2 separate regions of the Danio rerio genome follow, and region 2 is linked to region 1. A link is a contact called in public Hi-C data. All regions are on one chromosome and are shown on one strand. Each heading gives the region's core, a stretch centred on a gene start, on an enhancer-like site or on the middle of the called end of the contact. The rest is flanking DNA. Distances are from core to core; before and after follow the strand shown.

Region 1 (4,943 bases), core at 799-3,298:
AGCCGAGAGAGGACCGGGCCCGGGCATGTTATTTTACTTTTGCTTTCAGTTTGACGGCAGTCTCCGTGAGGAGCTGCCGTCCGTTTGTTTTTGGTTTAGGCGGCAGTCTCCGTGAGGAGATGCCGTCATTGTTATTAATAAATATTTAAAACCGGCGTCGGTTCTCCGCCTCCTTCTTCCCGGCGGCCAAAGGGCCGTAAACTTCATTACAGGGGTGCCGAAACCCGGGAGAAGGAGGGACGCGTTGTCCAGATGCCCTCGCAGCTGAGAGAGGGGGCGAGTGTTCGGGAGTTAACCCGAGTGGGGGAGAAACCCGTCCGTCTGCCCAGAGTGCCGGGGCGGCCTGAGGCTGGCGAGGAAAGGATCTGCCTGCTGCCGTCTCCCAGCATGGGGAGGAGCAGGGGACGCGGGGCTCACCGCCGGAAGGGAAAGAGCTGAAGGGAGCCATCCCACAGAACCCGGGGGAGTCGCCGCGATCCGCCATGATGCCAGAGCCTGCATCCATCCACCGAAGCGGGAGCGGAGCAGGAGACCAGAAATGCCGCCAGCCAGCCAGGAGAACCGCCGCCGGACGCCAGAAGACGGACGGGTGGATAGATTCCTCCACAGGGCTCCCAGCACGTCGTCGCATCTCTCAGCTGGTGGAGGACCGAGTGGCAGCGTGTCTGGAGAACCGAACCCCAATTATTATTTTTTTTTTCCTCTCTCCCCTTTCTCGGTCTACTCTGTCTTTCCTCCTTTTTTTTCCATCACCTTTTCTCTCGGCCCGTCTCATATAGGTCTTGCGGGTGCTGCGGCGCCAAACCCCCCCCCCCCCCCGGAGTATGCACAGCCACGGGGTGCCCCCGGCCTGTGATGGGAGATGGGGGTATGTGGCGAGGGGGCGTGGCCGAGAGCCGTGGGAACGGGGTGAGGCCACCGCGTAAGTGGATACACGTGCGGTGCGCACCTGCCTCGGATCCCACGGAAGGAGCTCTGGACCATAAAAGGAGGACCGATGGCAGAGGAAGCCGAGAGAGGACCGGGCTCGGGCATGTTATTTTACTTTTGCTTTCAGTTTGACGGCAGTCTCCGTGAGGAGCTGCCGTCCGTTTGTTTTTGGTTTAGGCGGCAGTCTCCGTGAGGAGCTGCCGTCATTGTTATTAATAAATATTTTAAACCGGCGTCGGTTCTCCGCCTCCTTCTTCCCGGCGGCCAAAGGGCCGTAAACTTCATTACAAGGTGATATATATATTACAGCACCAAAAACACCAAAAATGATTGAGGTCATGTTCATGTTTTGTGTGATAAGTCAATATATTGATTATTGTGACAGGCCTAAAGTAGTGCTTTCAAAAGACTGATCGCATCCACAATAAGTTTGTATTTACATTAATTGTGTGTACTCACTGTGTATAAATACTGTGTTTATATAAATAAAAAATACCTAAATTGCAAAAAAATTCAACTAAATATTTACCTATATTTATATTTACATCGACTTTGTATTACATATAAATATTTAATTTATAAAATAAGCATTATCTCAAATATATATTAATATATGCATGACAAGCATGTTATTATTTCAAGTTATTGAGTTATTTCAAAGTAACTTAAGGTTAACAAGTTCCAAATTAAATACTCCCAGGCAAGTGATAAGAAAGGAATGAAAACTGGATGTTTCAGAGGAAACAGGAGGATGCTGAAACAGTTTGGAACGCTTTCAAATTTCTCAGTCAGTGCTGTAAAGTGTAATGTAATACAATACAACAAAAAATATTTTGAACAACCTACCTTTAGCATCGCCACAGATTGAGGCATTGGAGTGGTCAAGCGTCTGAATAAGGCTTCTGATTTCAAAAAGAAAGACACAAAAATCGGTTTACTTCAGAAATGAAAGCAGTGATGCATCATTTGTTGGTTTATTACATTAGCTAGTGCATATGTACCCGGTGTTAATGCTGCCTGTGGTGATCGCAGTGCACTTCTTCTTGTGCACGTCCCACGCACAATATGGGTCCCGTGAAAGGATGCATTCCCTACAGCTGAGACCGTAACGACCGCAGTCCGCCAGAGGGAGGCGCTGCACTTCAAGTTGTGTGCCAATGTAGAGATGACCCTGGCACAAAGCACAATACAGAGGTGAAAGCGCCATCTGCCTCCTATGATCAAACGCTATTTTTTAAAACTATGTGAACAGCCTTTGAATTACATTTCGCTGTAAAGTAAAAATGTTAAATATTATTATATTACAGTAGAATAATGTGATCCAGCATTGCAGGCTAAAATTGGCCTATTTTAATGTAAAACAAGACACTGTAGGCAGGTTTTTCGTTCACAGTGCACATCATTTTTGAGAGTTTGGACTATTTTTCCAAGCAGGACTCATATACACCAAACATTTTTATACATAGGTATATTATAAAGATTTATACAGAGGGATTTAATTTGTCAGATTATGTATACAGTTCAAATTTCAGAATTATTAGCCCTCCTGAAATATATATATATATATATATGTATTCTTTAATTTATTTTGCCATGATGACAGTAAATAAGATTTTACTAGATATTTTTTAATATGCTAGTATTCAGATTAAAGTGTACTTTAAAAGCTATATTAGGTTAATTAGGCATCTTAGTTAATCAACACATATAAGGGGCTAACACTATTAACCTTGAAATGTTTTTTTTTTTAACTGCTTTCATTTTAGCCAAAATAAATCAAATAAGACAAATTATGTTTCTATTAAACATAATTTGGGAAATATTTGACAGTAGGGCTAATAATTCTGACTTCAACTGTACACCATTTTCTGAATTATGGAGTGATACATAAAAAAGATTCCCAAAATTCCTTTTGTCAAATAAAGAAATAAATAAAAACAGACAAGTATTTTAAATGTGACTTTATCCAATGCTTAAATGTTTGTGCTAGACCTCTATGCAAATTTGCACATATTTAATTAAACATTTACATATTTCATATGGTTATCATTTACATATTATATATATTATATTTACTATTATTATAATTTATTCAAGTGATGTTATCTACAGTAGTCAACATTCGAAGTGGATAAAAAAAAAATCTAAACTGTCCTGAAACCAAAATGGGTGTTGTTCAATAGTTTTAAAATGATTTGATGAAAGGTGATAAACCACTTCCAATGTTGACTAAAATATATTTATTTAGTTTTTCACTTGTAGTGTCTTGTTTCAAAAAGCAGGTCTCTACCTTTTTGGGGTCGATGGCCATGTTGGTGACAGGACTGTCGTCATGGAATAAGGAGTACTGTGCGATGATAAAGGCTCCTTCTATGGTGTGGAGCACCTTCAGGACTTTACCTTTTTCTGTACAGAAGACACAAGAAAAACTGCATTACAAAAGATTAACAAAACAGTAACAGAATGAGAGAAAAATGTATGGGATGCCATAATGAATGTTTGATGTATTCTGTATTTAGTTATAGAAATTTTAATTAGCATTCAGGTTTGTTTGTTTTTTTGAAAGAAGTTTCTTATAGTCTCACCAAGGCTGCATTTCAATATTCTTGTGAAATATTAAAGTAAGCATGGATATATTTTAGAATATGTTCAGTTCTTGTGATTCAAAGTCTGTAAATTCAGGAATATTACTCTTAACTCTACTCATTTTATTTCTAGAGCCCTTTCAACCAACCACAATGGATACCAAAGTGCTGTACATAAAACATATAATACATGCAAACTTGCAAGGAAGGAGCCAAAACACAAAAACTTACTACACGTGATTAAATGCTAAATAAAAAAAATGTTTTCAGTGACTTCTGAAAAGACTCCAAAGTAGGAGATGTTCTTAAGGAAAGTGGAAGATTGTTCCAAAGTCTTGGAGCTGCTACAGAAAAAGCTCTATCACCTTGACATTTCATTACTCTGGTCTTCAGTGTCACATGATCCTTCAGATATCATTTTAATATGCAAATTTGGCTGCTTTATTGTGATCAGTTATTATTGCTGCTCAATCATATTTTATCCATATTAATGTGTGCTTGATGAATTGTGTTTAATGAAGGTTTTATATAAAAAAAATTGTCATTTAAATGGTAACATGTTATACTTTTTTTGTACCAAATCATTAGTATGATTTCTGAAAAAAAAATGCAGCTGTAAAATTCATAAGAATAAATTAATTTTATAATTTATTAATTTAAAAACATTTATAACATTGTTTTAAATGGTAATAAAATTTCACAATATTAGTTTTTTATTGTTATTTTAATAAAAAAATGTATCTCTAGTGAACAGAAGAATAAAGTATTCCTTATGCTTTTAAAATAAACACTTAAAGTTAATATTTAAAAAATATACATAATAAAGGCTTTCATAATGTATTTTGTACTGAGATTTATTCTTGCACATTATTGAAGTCAGTTCTTTGTCATGATTGAATGCATTAAACATTCTGAAGGTGTACTAATGAATAAACAAATACTGCAGTGACAATCAATAATGACATCATACAGTACATTACAAGGTGCATTACGCAGCATAAATAATGCATTAAAATGCTTTTATAGTACATTATAGATAAAGGCTTTAGGTAAAGTGCTACCAAATAATATGAAAATTACTATTTGTCAGTGTCATCAAAAATCCTTATTTCAATGCATCTCTAGCTATTAAAAAAAATCTTAATTACTCATGCTCTTTAGCACATTTCTCTGCAGTTTACTGTACCTGTGCCCAGATAAATGATGCTGTAGTGTTCATCATTGACAGCCAAGACTGTGTCTGCCACAATATGAGTGAAGTGGTCTTGAACAGACAACTCCAGAGGAACGTCATGGACCGGGCCGATCACTTCTTCAATTTCTGGGTGATCCCTGATCACACTCAGGATCTTCTGGTTATGAGCTTGAGTGTTATTCTTGAAAGCACACTGGATGGAGGAAGACCACACAAATGATGAATCAGGTTGT
Region 2 (4,943 bases), core at 737-3,236, 75 kb after region 1:
TTGAATAAATCTAGGTCATGGTTTTGATTCCCTATTCATAAAAGTTGAATGTATTCTTAAATATAGTCTGCTCAGACTTGTCATCACATCAGCAGGTCGTCCAGCTTTTGGTATTTATGGGTTTGCTTGTATTTTTGTGAGTAATTTGCACAATACATGAACGACTAACACTAAAGGGGACTTTCCTCAACATATATTTATATCTTAATGCTGACTGCATGCCTATACAGTAAACATCACGGGACAGTTTTGTAGACCTCAAACACTGACACACTGCACAGGGAACATGCATTGTTGACTAACAAGGGGAAGTGTTCGTGACTAGTTAACAGGGCCCCTGGAGAATGACCCTGAGAAAGATGCTATTTATTAATACTGAGTTTGAAGTCATAAGTTTGCATCCGTCAGATAATAACCAGCCTGACGAGTAAAAACTGTCAGCTGACTGAAGATGAGCTGAAATGAGAATGTTTATCAGTAAATCACATGCATCTTTATTCAAATTGACAAAAAACTTGGCAAATTGCTAAAACAACAAATAATAGTTTATCTTTTAGTTGATCATTTGGAAAAGTGGCAGAAGGTAGATTTTTCAGATGAATCATCTGTTGAACTGCATCTTAATCATCACAAATACTGCAGAAGACCTATTGGAACCTGCATAGACCCAAGATTCTCACAGAAAACAGTCAAGTTTGGTGAAGAAAAAAATCATGATTTGTGGTTACATTCAGTATGGGAGATCTGCAGTGTGGATGGCAACATCATTACATTACAAACCACAGAAGAGGGCAAATGTTTCAGAAGGATAGCGCTCCTTCTCATACTTCAGCATCTACATCAAAGTTCCTGAAAACAAAGGTCAAGGTGTTCCAGGATTAGCCAGCCTAGTCACCAAACCTGAACGTTATTGAGCATGTCTGGAGTATTGAAGGCATTGAAGATGAATCCAAAGAATCTTGATGAATTCTGGGAGTCCTGCAAGAACGCTTTCTTTGCCATTCCAGATGACTTTATAATAAGTTATTTGAGTCATTGCAGAAATGTATGGATGCAGTCTTCCGAGCTCATGGGAGTCATACACAATATCCATTCTTATTTTCACTGCACAATGACTTTATATTATATACTGTATATTATTTCTGTTAAGTGACAAGACTTTTGTCTAGGCAAGTCAGACCTTACTATCCTAATTAAATAAGTAAAAATCAAGACATGATCATATTATATTTTGGCCAAATTTGCATGATATAGAGGTCTGTGCCTTTCATATAAGCCACTTCTGATACCAAATGATCAACTAGAAGTCAAGCTACTATTATTTGTTGCTCCTAAAACTTGGATAGGTGACAAGACTTTTGTCAGGCAAAATTTATTTGTTTATGACAGATGAAAAATGTTTTAATATTAGTTGGAATGGGAAATAAGACAAGGAGTCTCTACAATAGTTTTAGTAAATTTCACATACAAATATATTTTCTGCAACCTGTTTATAGGGCTTGGATGAGTTTTAATATTGGGGTCAAAAGAAATGTTTGGGGGAGAAGCATATGTACTTTTAAGTGTTAAATAATAAATAAATAATTATTTAAGAAATAATGCTAATAAAAAATGCAAAGAAATACAAATGCCACTAAAAAATTATAAAAGTCAGCTTTACATCTAATAAATATAAAATGCATTTTTGGAGGCATTTTTGCCACACGTCGTAGTCATTTCAGACTGCAAACTAAATGTAATTTAGTAATTTAAATGACATTCTTTATTCATTTTCCCATTTCTCTTATACATTATGAGAGATATAATGGTTATGGTATAGTTTAATAGCACAGGGGCATTATCCCCTTGCATATACACTACTCCCAACTTCCCGCTTTTCCTAAAACTGTAACCTGACCCCTGACATCATCGTTTGGGCTGGTGTTTAATCTATTCCAGATATTCTTCCCTTCCCCTCAACAAGAGCAACTTCCTCAAAACTTCCTCATAAAAAGAGGCCATCGACCGTTTCAATCCCGCAGCCTTCTGTTGTTCTGAACTTTTGGAAATCGCTCAGGTAATCAGACTCTCGACTCAAGTGTGCATTGTTTATATGTTAACTACTTTAATATGGTGTACTCGTAAATATTAACATATCGAAACAATAGAAGTGCTCGGTACAGCTTTCGTTTTCTGTTTACAAAGCTTTTGTAATATATTTTAGAGCGTTTGTTTTACTGTAACAAAATGGTGCATTTCTTCTTGCTCATTTCAGTTCTCAATAACTTAGGTTACTTCTCTAAACCGACCGAAATAATTTGCAACGCCAGTTTCGTTTTTGCTTGTCGTTTACAGTTAACATAAAAGCTAAATAGTTCTCTGTGTGTGATTTTGCACCTTTGACTGCAGGTCAGAATGGGTAGATTTGGCGGATTCCCTCTGCTGGTGGTGCTGTGGTGTGGACTGGCTCACTCTCTGGACAATCTCTCTCTGGATGAGGCTTGGGAGAGCTGGAAAATCACTCACAAGAGGGAGTACAATGGCCTGGTGAGTAAACAGCCTACAAAGCCTGACAATTCAATCTCGCCTTTCAGGGTGCCGAGAGTGTTATTAGATTGGGTTAGAGATTTCTTCTTCATTGGGGATAAAAAGCCTGTTTATCTCTTCTCTGGAAAATAGATAGTTAAAGATGGCTTGTTTTATGTAATTTTATGTGTGACTACAGTGATTGGAATGTTCTTGCTTAATGTGTTTCTAGTAATGCTGTGCTTGTACATACACTTCACCTCAGTAAAAACAATGAGGAAAATCTTTCAGTTTCTGGAAATGTCAGTTATTTATTTGGAATTGTATGCTATCTATCTATCTATCTATCTATCTATCTATCTATCTATCTATCTATCTATCTATCTATCTATCTATCTATCTGTTTGTCTGTCTGTCTGTCTGTCTGTCTGTCTGCCTGTCTGTCTATCTACTGTCTGTCTGTCATTGCATTTTTTTTCAGACAATCAATATGCCCATACAGGTAAGGGTAAGGTAAAGGGAACTGATATACAAGTGAAAATTTCTGTTAATTTAGGCTACTCACCCCTAGTTCACCTGAGATGAGATTACTTTTTTCTTTACTTTACCATTAAAGAAGATTATTTTTAGCTAAATACATGGTCCTTGATGACTCATAAAATGCTATTTTAGTTTCCTTACATAAAAATCCAAGTAGGTAATTTGTAAAAAGCACATTTTAAGACCTATAGTTACATTTGAAAAGGAAGCCAGGGAATTAAGACTTATGTGGCTTACAATTTTTCTCAATCGCTTTGGTACATTTCTCAGCTCAGAATTGAAATTTGCAAAACAGTAAGTGCATTTCTCAAAACAACGCGTACAAATAGCAAAACACCATGGGTTACCTGCAAAAGTCAGTCTCTTGCTCAAAGTCTTTAGTTCATCTCTCAAAACTACATTTCTGTATCAATGAACAAGTCAGTGCCGTCAGAATGACAAGTCATTGTGTGCGGATAAGACAATCAAATTACTTAGTCATGTTGTCAATACAATAGTGTGCTCTGAATGGGAGTTCTGATGTAAACTATGGCAACTATTTTTAGCTATTTGTACTGTAATTTGTTGACAGATCATGTCATTGGGATACAGAAAAGAAAATACAAAACTGCATTGCACAAAGAAAAAAAAGAAAAAAGAAATGTGAACATAGGACAACCTCCTTTTAGACCTCCATTAGAAGAAGTAAAGCCTGGGATAAATTTGGGATAAATTTGCCAGTTATTGACAGATTTAGAATAAAAAAGTCTAATGCAAATGTATAGGAAATTGCATTATGACATATTACGTCAACTTGTTCAGCCATTTTGCCTGTGAAGACTTATGTAATGAATCAACAATTAAATGTTGTGGGGTTGAGACTGTTCAACAGAGACCAAAATATTACAGTTTGATCAACATGACATAAGCAACTGATAATGTAGGAAATATCAGAGAATTGCACATAATCATTTGCATGAATGTACAAAAGCATTTGCTACCTGTTCAAAGGAACAAGAAACTGCTTTTCTGATGTGCACAAGTGACACAATAATCTGAAGGTTGAACTGGTAGTTTTGAGAATTTAAATTCTGAGAAATTTACCAAAGTGACTGAGAAAAACTGTAATAAAACATTAAGTATGCTTCTTAAATATGTAGTGAAAAAAACAATGGAAGATTTATGTTATTTTAAAAAATACACATTTATTTTGGACAATGGGGGCCACCATTTATTAATTTGAGCAGTTTAGTTGTGATGTTACAGTAAATGGATACAGACACATGCTTCCTGACTGATATCCATGTTGACAAAAGGCTAGACAAAAAAGCTAGACAACAAACTTGTCAACATCTATTTTTGTTGCTGGAGAAAACTGTAAACTTACAGACTGCAGTAAATATGATCAGCAATAAATACACTGTAAAAAATCCTGGTTGCCTTAAATTTTTAAGCTGAATCAAATTAACCTTATTTCAAGAGTTCACAGTTAGCTGGTGATTGATTATAAAGCTTGTTTGGCAGGTTGTCCCAGGAGAGAGCCTTGAGCTCATAAGATCCACTAGCCCAGGGCTTCCTCCCATTTGCAAAGCGAGAGGAGACTTTAAGCTCAGGTAGATCTCGAGAACTCCCCTGCTGTAGTAGCAAATGAACAGATAGTGATTGCTCTTAAGAGAAAACTACTTATTAGGAGCATGTCTATGGGGTCGATTTGAATTAGTCAATTAATCTAAGTTGCATGTTTTTGGACAGTGGGAGGAAACCTGGGAATGTGAAACCATATCACAATTTTGGATTTGTAGTTGTGTTTTATTAATAACAGTATCAGGTAGAGTGCTGGTAGAGGTGCAGCCATGAAAATAATGGCAGCCCACAGTCCAAAATATGTATAAACAGTGTATTTATTTTTAAATAATGTG

What was found. Hi-C and Micro-C count contacts between places; a contact is called where the count stands out from the background.
Region 2: a contact with region 1 is called in a Hi-C map of embryo, with 2.6 times the contacts expected there. The contact joins the promoter of ctsk here to the enhancer-like site in region 1. A contact is called at or near these places in 3 of 18 Hi-C or Micro-C datasets (caudal fin, embryo and an unstated tissue).

The regions. Positions count from the first base shown.
Region 1 is chr16:32,555,458-32,560,400 of GRCz12tu, forward strand. si:ch211-113g11.6 reads right to left here. Exons shown (of 10, transcript NM_001126391.1): 7 at 4,702-4,903; 8 at 3,221-3,336; 9 at 1,948-2,101. Among named protein-coding and RNA genes, the nearest start is that of tlr18, 13 kb to the left of the region's middle. Within about 2 kb of position 2,049, at least 4 of the 62 cell types and tissues checked have an H3K27ac peak or open chromatin away from gene starts, as enhancers often do.
Region 2 is chr16:32,630,534-32,635,476 of GRCz12tu, forward strand. ctsk (cathepsin K) reads left to right here and starts at 1,987. Exons shown (of 8, transcript NM_001017778.1): 1 at 1,987-2,056; 2 at 2,389-2,526. The coding sequence starts at 2,395.